2 separate regions of the Mus musculus genome follow, and region 1 is linked to region 2. Evidence: chromatin contacts called from public HiChIP or PLAC-seq data. All regions are on one chromosome and are shown on one strand. Each heading gives the region's core, a stretch centred on a gene start, on an enhancer-like site or on the middle of the called end of the contact. The rest is flanking DNA. Distances are from core to core; before and after follow the strand shown. Region 1 has its middle 13 kb from the start of Cxcr5. Region 2 holds the start of Slc37a4 (solute carrier family 37 (glucose-6-phosphate transporter), member 4).

The links. HiChIP or PLAC-seq counts read pairs in DNA pulled down with a chosen protein or histone mark.
Region 1: an H3K4me3 HiChIP or PLAC-seq map of bone marrow-derived macrophages shows a contact between it and region 2, with 2.0 times the contacts expected there. The contact joins the enhancer-like site here to the promoter of Slc37a4 in region 2. A contact is called at or near these places in 3 of 115 datasets of contacts at active chromatin or transcription factors (bone marrow-derived macrophages, effector CD8 T cells and embryonic stem cells) and 2 of 9 other capture datasets (adipose tissue and liver).

The regions. Positions count from the first base shown.
Region 1 is chr9:44,536,204-44,541,921 of GRCm38.p6, reverse strand. No RefSeq gene overlaps it. Among named protein-coding and RNA genes, the nearest start is that of Cxcr5, 13 kb to the right of the region's middle. Within about 2 kb of position 1,676, at least 17 of the 459 cell types and tissues checked have an H3K27ac peak or open chromatin away from gene starts, as enhancers often do. A contact at or near this core is called in bone marrow-derived macrophages and liver, where this site is marked.
Region 2 is chr9:44,395,472-44,402,105 of GRCm38.p6, reverse strand. Slc37a4 (solute carrier family 37 (glucose-6-phosphate transporter), member 4) reads right to left here and starts at 3,752. Exons shown (of 8, transcript NM_008063.3): 1 at 3,485-3,752; 2 at 2,625-2,857; 3 at 2,068-2,311; 4 at 1,459-1,617; 5 at 1,174-1,259; 6 at 572-685; 7 at 1-33. The coding sequence starts at 3,632. It overlaps Gm26306 (a small nucleolar RNA gene), which reads left to right and starts at 6,191; the gene lies at 6,191-6,309. It overlaps Mir7085 (microRNA 7085), which reads right to left and starts at 1,683; the gene lies at 1,618-1,683.

The DNA.
Region 1 (5,718 bases), core at 427-2,926, 140 kb before region 2:
AGCCAGCACATGTTAATTCTAATAATTACTTTAGCATCTTGGAAATAGCAAGAGGAAGAAGGGGATGCTATTAGGCACTGGCATTTCACGGGGAAAACCTCCAGTGTTTATGAGACCATCCTAAGTGAAAAGTGTTCCAAAATTACATGTAACTTAGGATTAGTAACTTACAAGTAGTATAAAGAAGAAAAAAGGTGGGGGGCTGGAGATGGGAATCGGCAGCTAAGAGCACTTGCTGCTTGGTCTTCTGGAGGTCCAGTTCAGCTCCCAGTACTGCTTGTCACATGGTATAATCGTGTGTAACTCCAGCTACAGAGGCTGCGATGCCTCTTGCCCATGTACCTGCACTCACATGCACATAACACCAGCAGACATACAGGTCTACACATACATTTTTTGTTACGTTTTTTGAGACAGGGTTTCTCTGTGTAGCCCTGGCTGTCTGGGAACTCACTCTGTAGACCAGGCTAGCCTCAACTCAGAGATCTGCCTGCCTCTGCCTCCCAAGTGCTGGGATTAAAGGCAAGTGCCACCAGCACCAGGCTCAAAATATTTTTAAATTAATTCATTAAAAAGATAAAAACTACTGCTAAGGCAGTTGTTGCTCTTCCAAAGAAGCCAGGTTCAAGTCCCAGCACCTACATGGAGTTCACAAGCTTCAATCCCAGGGGATCCGACCCCTACATCTCACCTCTTAGAGAACTAGGCACGCAGGTAGTGTGCATAGACATAGGCAAACAACCCATATACATACAGTATAAACAGAATTTAAAGATTAAAATAATAAATGAATAAAATTTTAAAACAATGTATTCTCAGGCTGGAAAGGCAGCTCAGTTGGCTGCTCTTACTAAAGACACAGGTTCAATTTCTAGCACTCACACGAGGCTCACAACTACCTGTAACTCCAGACCAGGGGATCCAACACCCTCTTCTAATCTTCACAGACTCCTGTACACATATAGTACACAGACATGCACGTAAAAATAGACACACAGGCACACACACATAAAAAGCAAATTAGGAAGTGATGAGTTGGCTCAGTGGTTAAAAGCACTGGCTGATCTTCCAGAGGAACTAGTATTTGGTTCCCAGTGTCTACCGGAGACTCACAACCATCTGTAATGTAACTCCTGTCCTGGGGGATCCAAGGCTCCCTTCTGACTTGTCTGGATACTTACACAACATGTGGTGTGCACACACACACACATGCAGGCAAACACTCATGCACATAAAGTAATAAAATAAATCTAAATATTTTTTATTTCAATAACTTTAAAGAAAAATCATGTGTACTCATGATGTAGAATTATATTTTTCAGAAATAATTAAAAGAAGCCATTTGAGCTGGGCAGTGGTGGCACACACCTTTAATTCCAGCACTTGGGAGGCAGAGGCAGGTGGATTTCTGAGTTCCAGATCAGCCTGGTCTACAGAGTGAGTTCCAGGACGGCCAGGGATACACAGAGAAACCCTGTCTCGAAAGACCAAAAAAAAAAAAAAAAAAAAAAAAAAAAAAAAAAAAGCCATTTGAAAAAAATTCTTTCCCTCCCTGGGTTCTAGTTGCTTTTACTTAAACACAAATGTGTAGCTCACAGAGAGGCCTGGTGTGTACCCTGCCCTCAGAAGCTATGACTAAAGTGACACATTCCAGTGCCCTTTGCCAGTTCTGAGAGTAAATTGGTAAGAAGAAGAACACCTGTGCCCTTTGCCCTGTGCCCAGCAGTGCTGTAGGCAGCTGCCATCTGAGACCTCCAGCTGCCTCCCAGGGCCAGTGTGACTGGGGAAAAGCCCGGAGTGAGGCTGGGCTCCCCCAGTGTCCTCTTCTCTCAAATACACAGTACCCACCACTCACTCACAGTTCAGTAATCATGGATCAGAGGGGCCCTCATTAGCTGCTGGGGTCATTTCTGAGGCTTTCTCTTTGATATCTTCCCAACTCAGCCTCCTCAGACAAGAACTCAATTATTTGAGTTTCCCCCCTGCAGTTGACCAGAGCCTGTCTCCAGGACAGCAAGTTCATTTTCTAGGCACTGGGCTGGGTCATGGTGTTCGGTCCATTGTCTTGTTCTCTTCCCCATCCCAAGTCTGGGAAGTCTAAATCATTAAGTGTTTTATGGTGAACTAACTAGGCCCTGTGAGTTGCCCTCCTGTGGAGCTAGCTTCCATGCCTCTCTGGCTCTAGTCTCAGTGGTACCTGCTCTGTGGCAGCTGAAGACCCTGGAGGATTGTGGGATTGCATTGCTGCCTGAAGAATTCTGCCTGTCTTGGTTAGTCTCCTAGGTCCCTTGCTTAAGGGAATGTAGGATTTCAGGCAAGTGTTCTTCCCCCCACAACCAGCCCCCCATGATTGTTAGAGACAGAACCGAGGGCCTCAAGCCTATTGTGGATGTACAACCACTGCTGCAGGAATCGAAGGTTAAAGGCTTATTTCCCACGCTTTTGTTCATCCTTCAACAAACTTTGCTGCATATTGAGTCTGCCTATGAACCTGGCACTGTGAGGGTGGTTAAGCAGCAAGGCAGGGAGATGGCTCATTGGGTGAAGGCACTCGCCACGGAGCCTGTCGGCCTGAGGACCCGTACCGGAGAAAGAAAGAACCGACTCCTGCAAAGCTCCCTCTGACCTCCACCTCCACCTCCACCTCCACCTCCACCTCCACCTCCACCTCCACCTCCACCTCCACCTCCACCTCCACCTCCACCTCCACCATGGCATTCACGCTCTCCCCTCCATGAATAAGCGAATGGAAAACTTCTAAACAATGTTTTCAATAGAGGAGGAAGCATTTGGCAACTCCATACCCATCTCCACAGGAAAGTCAGTGCCTACCCTCCCCCACCGGGGGAGGCCTGCCTGGATAAACCCATGGGCACAGCTGCCCAGCACCCACTAGACACTGTGCACACTCGCAAGCCTCCTTTCCAGGTAGGAGTTATACTGTGTACACACAAGGAAGGGCACAGACACTTGCCAAGCGTCATGGGGTTACTGACCAGCAAAGCTTCCATACAAACCTTCAGTTCCAAGTCCCAACCTTGCTGGGAGCCTCAACATGAGCTTTACAGGCAGGGGCCCTGTACACCAGAACCCCCCCCCCTTTTCTGTCCATCAGTCCATCCATCCACTCGGTCAATCAAAGACGATGATTGGAGCACCTATGGTGTGTAAAACTTTGGGGACAAGAGGGGAAGAATGGGTCACAAACAGCTTTGCCACTAGAGCCTCTCACAACCTAGCAAGAGTGTGTAATTCTTCCATAACGTGAAAATAAGGTAGGGCATGAGAAAATGCTGGAAAAGAACCAGGTCAAGGTGGGGCAGGCGCCTCCTTGACTTTAGAGACTGTGGAGGAAGGCAGGCCCACTGAGGTGGCTTTAAGGTTGTTTAGGCTTTGGACATATGGAGATCTGGAGATTCCAGAAGGAAAGCCTATAAGCAAAGGTCAGAGGTGGGAAGGCTTACAGATACGGGTAGAGGGAAAGCTATTACAGTCCTGGTTGTTAGAAGGGATGGCAGGGCATAAATTTGGAAAAGCACGAGAGACATGCCTATTACCTGGAAAACAGAAGTGATGAATCTAGACTACGTACAGAAGACCTAATAGGCCAGGCCGCAGAGCTGACCACGTCTGTCACTGTTAGTCAAGAGATGTTGACAGGATTTCCTGTTGTGACCCTCTGTGAGGGAAGGCCAGATGGCCCCTCCATTTCTGCTCTCTCCAGATCCCATCTCACTCTGTCAGCAGCCCTGTCCCCCAGTGCTGTGTCATCAGTTGCTCACTTGCAGATGCCTGACCCACACGCACAGGCCCCCATTTGCAGCCCGGAACACTTCCTTCCTGGAGCCGAGGGGCCAAGTCATTTGGAAACCTCTCTCTCATGCGGTGTGATCAGAGTGCAGATAGAGCAGGTGGGGCGCCTCCACAGCTCCCGAAACGAATGCGGTGAGGAGTTTCGCTGGCCTATCACCTCCACCTGGGGCCTGGCTCACTTTCACTGCAGGACAACCACATCAGGAAACGTCTGTCAGCCATTTCCTGCCTTTGCTTCCAGGTCACTTTGTCCCTCTTGCCCTACTCTGGGCCACCCACGGCCTAAGTCTCTAACCACCCGGTCATTGACCGCAGCCTCTCTCATGCTTGTGAAGGCTCTGAGAACCGAAAATGGGAGAGCCAGAGTTTGTGCCCTTGACCTAATCCATGGTAGAAGCTTCGGGAGCCAGGCACGGCAGCTCAAGTTTGCGATCTAAAAAGGAAGCTGAGGCTGAAGAGCCGGGAGATCAAGGAAAGCCTGGGTACACAGCCTAAAAGAACTGTGAGTGAGTCAGTCGGTTAGCTGCCCAGCTCAGCCAAGCACAATGACCCACATCAGAACTAGCCCAGACTCCCTGCTGGCTGGATAGACCTGGGGCTACCAAGGCTGCCTTTCGTCCTAAACAAAATACACTAAGAACTCCCAAACGGCTTCTCTATAGGCTGGGACGATGCACTCGTGTGGCGCAATGAATGTGAGGGGCCTCCCATATGAATCAGTCTCAGGGATCACGGTCCAGTTGTTAGGTCATGAGGATTAAATGCTGTTCTTAGCTTGCTGCCTTCTCTCTTCATAGAACGCGCAGGTTTTTACAACTACATTATGAGTTTCTGTCAGCACTAAGTGCATGGTTTATGTTTAATGCCCATCTCCACGGTGCTGCACGGGCTACGCCTCGTGTGGCTGTGTTTCTCATCACTTCCCCAGCACATAGGTCAGTACCTGGAATGGTCAGGCCCACCGAATAAATCACTGTTATCAAAGGACCTGCCACCCGTCTTCATTGGAGACCTTGTCAGTGGTCTGTTGAAACTGGTATGTAGTCGGTGATTCGTTATCTTGCCTTGATGTCAGCATCGCTGTGAGGGTCTGTAGTGTGGTCTCTGCTGTGTTCCCAGCTGTCCCCTCAGGCCCTCTCAGACCTGCCTTCCTCATCTCCCATCCCTTCTTACACTTCCTCTGCTCCAACTGATGCCTATAGCTCTCTGTCCTCTCACTCAGATGTATGCTACCGTCTGCTGCACGCAGGTCTTCCCTCAGAGTCCTGCCTACCCCTCCTGCTATTCCCAACCTTCTTTTCTTTCTTTAAAAAATTTTCATATAAGAGCCTCACTCTGTGGGCTAGAGTGACATTGTATTCATGGTGATCCTCCTGCCCCAGTCTCTTTAGTTCTTGGATTACAGGTGTGAGCCACCATGCCTAGACCAACCCCCCTTTTAACATATAGTCTCTCTCTGTGTCTGTTTCTCTCTCTTTTTCTCCCTCTGTATGTGTGTGTATATGTGTGTGAGTGTGTAAGTATGTATATGTGGTGTGTATAGATATGTGTATGTAAAAGCAATTTATACCTAGGAAGAATTTCTATTTAAAAAAGAAAGATTCATATACATGATATTTTACACAAACAATACTAAGATGTATTACTCAAATACATTATAAACTAGTAAACTAAGCCTCACAGGTTGTACACACATATCTGTATTGTTAGTGTTGCTGTTATTATTATTGAGACAGGGTCTCTTTATGTAACCCTTGTTATCCTGGATCTTTCTATGTAGACCACACTGGCCCGGAACTCACAGAGATCTGCCTGTCTCTGCCTCCTGAGTACATCTGTATTTTAAGTGTTGTTTTTCCACAGTTTGAGACATATTCAGTCTCCTTTGACTCTGTTTCCCCCACG
Region 2 (6,634 bases), core at 2,503-5,002:
ACCAAACACGGCTCCTAAAACCAGGATCCAGATCTGCAAGAAGAGCGAGAGGGGGCATTGAGAACTATAGAGTGTCCATAGGTGCCTATTGAAGAAAGAGAGCCTAGCCGTCAGGAACAAACTAGACAAGGCATAGTCGGGAACCATTCTCACCCCACAGTGAATGAGCCAACCCCAAAGGTCTAGGTGGACAAGGACAGGGGAGATAGAGTCACCCCTCAGAGTTGGATGCTGGCTGTTTCAGACTTTGTGCAAGCTGGGCTAATTAAGGGCAAGATAAGGGTGAAACAAAAGTACGACAGACCAGGAGGAAAACCAGAGATATCTTTAAGGCACCTCATGCTCCGTAAAGCCTGTGAGCTCAGCCAGAGGATGGAGAGCAGGAGTCCAGAAAGCATCCTAGAGAGCAGAGGAAAGAGAAGAAAACCAGGCCCAGAGTGGAGGCGAGACACAAAGTACCAAAGAGGGAGAATAAGGTATAAACAGAAGCAAAGGGAGAAGGAGCGGGCCCAGAGGAGGATGTCTTACTTCCTCTCCTTGTACCTTTCAGCCAGCCAGGCTCTCTATTTACCTTGGGTGAGTCACTGGTCACCGTTACTCGGAAGAGGAACATGGATGCTGCCATCCCAGCCATCATGAGTAGCAATAGGCCGTGACGAGGGTTCCCATACAGAGACAGCCCTGCCTATGGATACAATAACAGCCATATCAGGCCCTCCAAGCAGGGCAAAACACTCCCACCCCTGGACTCTGACACAGCAGGGCTATTGCTGACAGGTCTTTGGCAATCTGTCACAGTTCTTGGACCCAGACAGCTCTGGGAGGCCCTGGGAGCTGCTCCGTGTTCTGAGGCCAAATTCCACAACATCCCTTCCTCCACCTTGGGGCAGGCATGGGACACGTGCTAGGGAGCTGTACCTAGTCCACTGCCACCCCTAGTTTTCTTGAGGCAGAGAAGCCTACTAACTAGGGAGAGAGATTCTGGGTCTCCTTCAGTGGGAAAGAGAAGCTCACCAAGGCAGGTCAAGAGAAACCTGGAAACACTCCCATCTCACCCAACGTCTACCCTCTGCTAACCAGCTCATTTGCCAGGACTCCCATCTCCACTGGCTGGCCCAGCCATGCGAGGAAGCCTCAAAGGGCCTCTCTTCGCAGTTCCTCCTGCCCACTCACCTTCGCCATGGCCCTGTCTGACAGGTAACCAGCTGCAATGCTTCCTACAAGGCCTCCGACCTCGAGGGCACTGATGTAGGAGCTACCTGCATGGGGAGTTGTGGGGAGGAGGAAGGGAAAAGAGTGAACAGGGATTTCCCATTGAGGTTATCCCAAGGTACAGACCTACCTCCAAGGATGCCCAGCCTTAAGGGGGAAGTAGAGAAAGGGAGAGAGGGTGGAGATCCCATCTCCTGCATTGGCCCCTGGTTTGTACACCCTTCTCTGTCTAAACACTCATCTTACCCACAAGGGCGGACTGCCCTCGCTCCTGGATAAGGAAGAACTGGCCCCAGTCTGTACAGCAAGTCTTTACTCCGAAGACCACGAGGTAGCCAGTGGACAGCACCCAGAGATAGGGGGACAGCAGCAGATCCTGTAGGGTGCTCTCCTCCTTTGATGAGCCTGAAGGTGGGGAGAGGCCAGCTAGGACTTGGGCTCTGCTCCTGCTGGCCTGCCCCCACTGCACCACCACCGTTCATTAGCCAGCTGCCAGAACAGGCTGTGAGCACCACCAGGATTGATGTGGGGCACCCCCTCAAAGCCCTGCTTCCCTCTCCCCTACCTCGATGCAAATGAAAGGAAATGAGGACGGTGCAGGTGGAAGAAGGCACCCAAACTGCTTAAACTTAGGGGGTTACCCAGAATGGAGAGATCTGTGCTGTCAGAGAAGGCTCAGGATGCGCTGGCTGATTTCAGGATAGAATCTTTACTTCTCCCACCCAATCTCCATTACCATTCCTTCGCCTACATCCAGTGGCAAGCACAGGGCAAGGCAAAGGCTAGTCCTAACAAAATCGTGCGGAGCCAGGGGCAAAGGAAGGTGCTCTAGGAGTCAGCTTGATAGAGGCTTACCCTTTTTGCCCTTGGAGGGGGCAGGGTCCAGATTTCGGAGTCCAACATCAGCAGGTTCATTGTGGATAAGCAGCAGACAGAAGAAGGAGACAACCACACACAGTGCCCCAGACAGGGCCAGTGTGCTGCGCCAGCTGTAGCTCTGGGCGAGGATCGTTGCCAAGATAGGTCCCAAACTTCCAGCCAGGTTCATGCTGGTTGACAACACAGCCCACCAAGTGCCAAACTGGGATGGCTCAAACCACTGTGAGGCAGAGGGGAACAGAATAGGTGCCTGGCTTAGAGGCCACACAGAAGGAGCAGCTCGAGTGTGGCAGACCTAGACACTCACATTACAGGGATGAGGGAAGAGTGCTTCTACTTGGCGGAGCCCAGTCCCTCGTCTGCCACCCGATCCCACCACCCTCAGGCTCCTAAAATATCCCAACAGCAGCAGGAGCTGGCAGGGAACTCCTAAGGAACCTGCTATGGGTTAGGGGTGGAAGGGTTGTGTAAGAAGAGGTGCTCCCAAGTGCCCACTGGGTGCCCTCCCCCTCAGGCTCATCAGATGCACTCACCTTCCTCAGGATCTTCCCACAGGGGGGCCAGCCCAGCCCCTGTGCCAGACCATTAAGAAACCAAAGAGCAGCAAAGGCTGACACTGTGGAGCTCCATGAGAAGACTACGTTGACCAGACCAACCAGGAGCAGCCCAGAGGAGAAGAGCCAGCGGGCGCTCATCTGATCTGACAGAACCCCGCTCACAAACTTGCTGATGGCGTAGGCTGCCGACTGGCTGCTTGTGATGAGCCCTGCAGCGAAGGGGAGCAGGGAGCAGGACACCTGAGGGGTTAGGGACAGGGCAGAGGCACAGGAGGGGCGGAGGAAGGTAAGGGGTCAGGTGTGTACAGGTGCCTGGCAGGGTGAGACAGGTTCCTTCCCGGATTTGACACTCTCCTGCCTGCTGAGCCGTGCATCACAGGCCCAGGCTGACTTGGACCTTCTCAGCCTCTTGGATTTCTTTCTTTCTTTACCCCTGGAATATGCAGTTCCCACCTCACTCTGAATGCTCGCCAAAAGCCCAAACACGTCTGAATGCGAAGGACTCTAGAGTCAAAGATCTTATTCCCCCTGGCAGGTAGCACGCAGGACACATCAAATCATGGTGCTACTCTCCCAGTGTTCACCGTGACCTGCAGGTGCAGCATGCACGAACAGGTGTGAAAACCTTGCTACCCGCTCCCAGTAGCACCTCCTGGGCACGTGTGGGTGCCAGGCATATACACCGGCTAAGCACTGGTTTCACATGTACACCCACACCCAGGCACATGGAGCTCAGCCTCTCCACCTGATACAAGCTTGAAACCCCCCATGCTTGGACAAACCATACTCCAAATGGTGTATCCCACAGCCCACCACCCTGCCCTTCCATGGCTTACCCAAATCGTCCTTGTCCAGAGCGATCTCATCCACCAAGGAGGGCATGACAAAGGAGAAGGTTTTGCGGTTGAAATAGTACAGGCTGTAGCCTCCAAACATGGCCGCAAATATGACAGTGCGATAGTAGCCGTAGCCTTGGGCTGCCATGGTAGAAAAAGCTGGCCCTGCTGGCCCACTCCAGTACTTCTGACCACAGATTCTTGACTGCTCCTGCTTGCAGCTAGCTCTCTTTAGTGCCTGGATCTGCTGAGCTGTGTTTTTCTGTGCGCTTTCTCTCTCCTCCACCCAGGCTCTTTATAGCCGCCTTCTGGACAATCATTAAGCCTGGGGCAGCAACCAGGGAACCCAGTGTCCTGAGAGAGACAAGAAAACAGGTTACTGAGAGCCAAACCGGGGGAGGAGAGGGTCCCCAGGACTGCTTGCCCTTCCCTCCTTTCCCAAGTCTTCTTGCCTGTGAAGCCAGCTGTGATTAAAGGCTCAGCCTAATTACTTTTGTCTGCACAAGCCCAGGGGAGGCTCGGGTAGGATGAGCAGAGCAAGCTCTCAGTATAGCCCTACTCCCTTGGTCAATGAACTTTCTCATTCTCTCAGGTTCCTTTGCGGTGCCAGGCTGCCGGACATTGTGAAAGGCACTAGATCGGTTCCTACCCCCCAGGTTCATTCAATCAACCACATACCTTAAAAACAACCCCACACCCACTGCTGAGCCTTCACCAAATGCTTAGCACACAATGGAGTACAGTTTCCTAATAGGTATCCCCTTCATTGGGGGATATATTTCTTGAACTCCTCATGGTGGTAGGGAACAGCGCATACACTTTCCTTATACACACAGTGATAAAAGGTAGATACATAAATTAGACCTAGTAAGTAAATAGTAAAACACAATGAGGCACCATAGTAAAAGTTTCTTAAAGCCTATCGTTTATTTCTGGAATTTCCCATTCTCCTTTTTCCACTAAGGCTGGCCTCTGTCACTGAAATGTGCAAGGAACAACAGTAGGTAAGGAGCGAGATAACTGCAGTAGTTGCAAAATTAAACGGGGGGACAAGCCCCTCAGTTCACCCTGCAATGACACGCAGAAGGCGCGCCTAGGGCTTAGGTCTGGATGAGACCCCCTTGGAACTGCCTCTGGATCCCTATTACCCTGCGACATCAGTAGGGGGTCCGTACTGCGGGGCTGTGGGTCCCCGAAGCACGCCACCGCAGCTTTCTGCTCCGCTGCACAGCCGCTGGAGCACAAGGCGTAGGCGAGAGAAGCCGCACGTAGCCTCGGGAGGCCCCTCGCTCTGGCAGCCTAGGCTCTGCCAGTCAGGATGGGCAGGCGGCGCCGCTTGCCACCTGCCGAGCACCCCGTGTCCTCAAGCCACCCGGGACACCCGACTCCTGGCTGGGAACTGCGGGTCCTGGGGACAGGAGCAAGAGAGCTGCGGAGACTGTGCGCTGCAGCCACGAGGGCACCGCATCTGCAAGAGCGCTGTCCCTGGGCCGTGGAACTGTCGCCATCCCGGAAGGGCAGTCACCCGGACAGCCTCCGGCGTAGTCGGAAGTCAGGGGAGCCCCAAGGTCCCAGACTTGCCCTCTAGTCCCGCCCTCACTGACGCCCCTCCTTCGCATGCCACCCCTACCTGGACGGAGGCGGTAACCCCTAGTGGGATGGGGCGGGACTCGAGTAAGGCTGGTGCGCATGCACAGAGTTGGGCGGACTACTGTCCACCCTGGGATGGAGACGTCATCCTGCCTGTCAAGCAGCTTCCAGTGAAAGGACAGTGCCGCTTATAGGCTGAGCACCACATGACCTATTACGTTTCGTCGATCAGTGTCTATAGAGTGCCTCCTGTTAGGGTGCAGATTCAGGAAACTCCCTGAATTGTAGAGGCATGGTGTTTTCTCTGGAAAATAAATTCAGCACAATTTGGAGTTTTAATTCGTGGTCAGATTAGTCGGAACAGAGAAAAAACAATATAGTCTCATCATTTAAAAGACAGAATTCCGACGAAACCTCGAGTTCTTTAAAAATCTTTTTAATGGTCATGTGGTGTGTATGTGTTGGGTGTGTATGTGTTACCGTAGGTGTGGAGTCAAAGGACAGCCTGGAATACTACTTCCTTTGAGACCGGTCTCCCCTTTCCCCCCCTCCCCCTCCCTCTCGTTTTTTGTTTTTGTTTTTGTTTTTTTCGAGACAGGGTTTCTCTGTGTAGCCTTACCTGTACTCACTTTGTAGACCAAGCTGACCTTGAACTCAGATTCTACTGCCTCTGCCTCGTCTCCTCTGAGTGCTGGGATTAAAGATACATGCCACCATGCCTGGCTTCAACCTCATGTTCCAGTCCTTGAACCACTACTTTGTGGAGACATAGCTTGGAACCAGGAGGGTGATCCTCCTGCCTCTGCCTCCAAGTGCCTAGGGTTAAGGACACGCTTATAACCTGACTTGAACCCACCATAGTCTCACAACTGTTCACTGTCAGCACCAATCTCTGATCCTTTAAGGGCTCCACAGATGATTTCTGAGAGGTCAGAAAAGTTAAGGCTGACTTTGACCAAGTAGCCCAGACCACAGTCTGGATTCCACTCCGCAGAAGGATGAGGCAGGGAGTTCACTGCCTGAGCTGCAGAGCCAGTTCAAGATGAGAATGGATAATCTTGACAGGCGAGACACTGTCAAAGAAAAAGCATATGTTAATTTTTTTTAAAATGATGATACAGGTGTGTTTGTTCAACTGATGGACAAAGGCAGGCTAGACAAGTGCAAAATAAATCCTCTTCTCAACCTAGAACTCACTGTTCCGTATGAGTCTTGACACATACAGAGGGAGTATGTGATGGGTGGACAGTCTACAGGAAATACTTGTAGTTTCCGTGGAGGATGAGAAGTTCAAGATCACCCTTAACTCAGTTGCAAGTTTGAGGCTGCTTTGAGTTACATGAAACACAACAAAAACAAGCATCTCTGCCAACACCTTTAATCCCAACAGGACTTTGAAGTCAGAAACAGGAAGATCTCTGTAAATTCAAGGCCAGCCTCTTCTACATAGTGAGTTCCAGGCCAGCCCGATACACATAGTGAGACTCTGACTCATGCAAACAAGAACCCACTACCATTTCTTTCCTCTTTTTGCTTTCTACCTTTATATATAGTTGAATT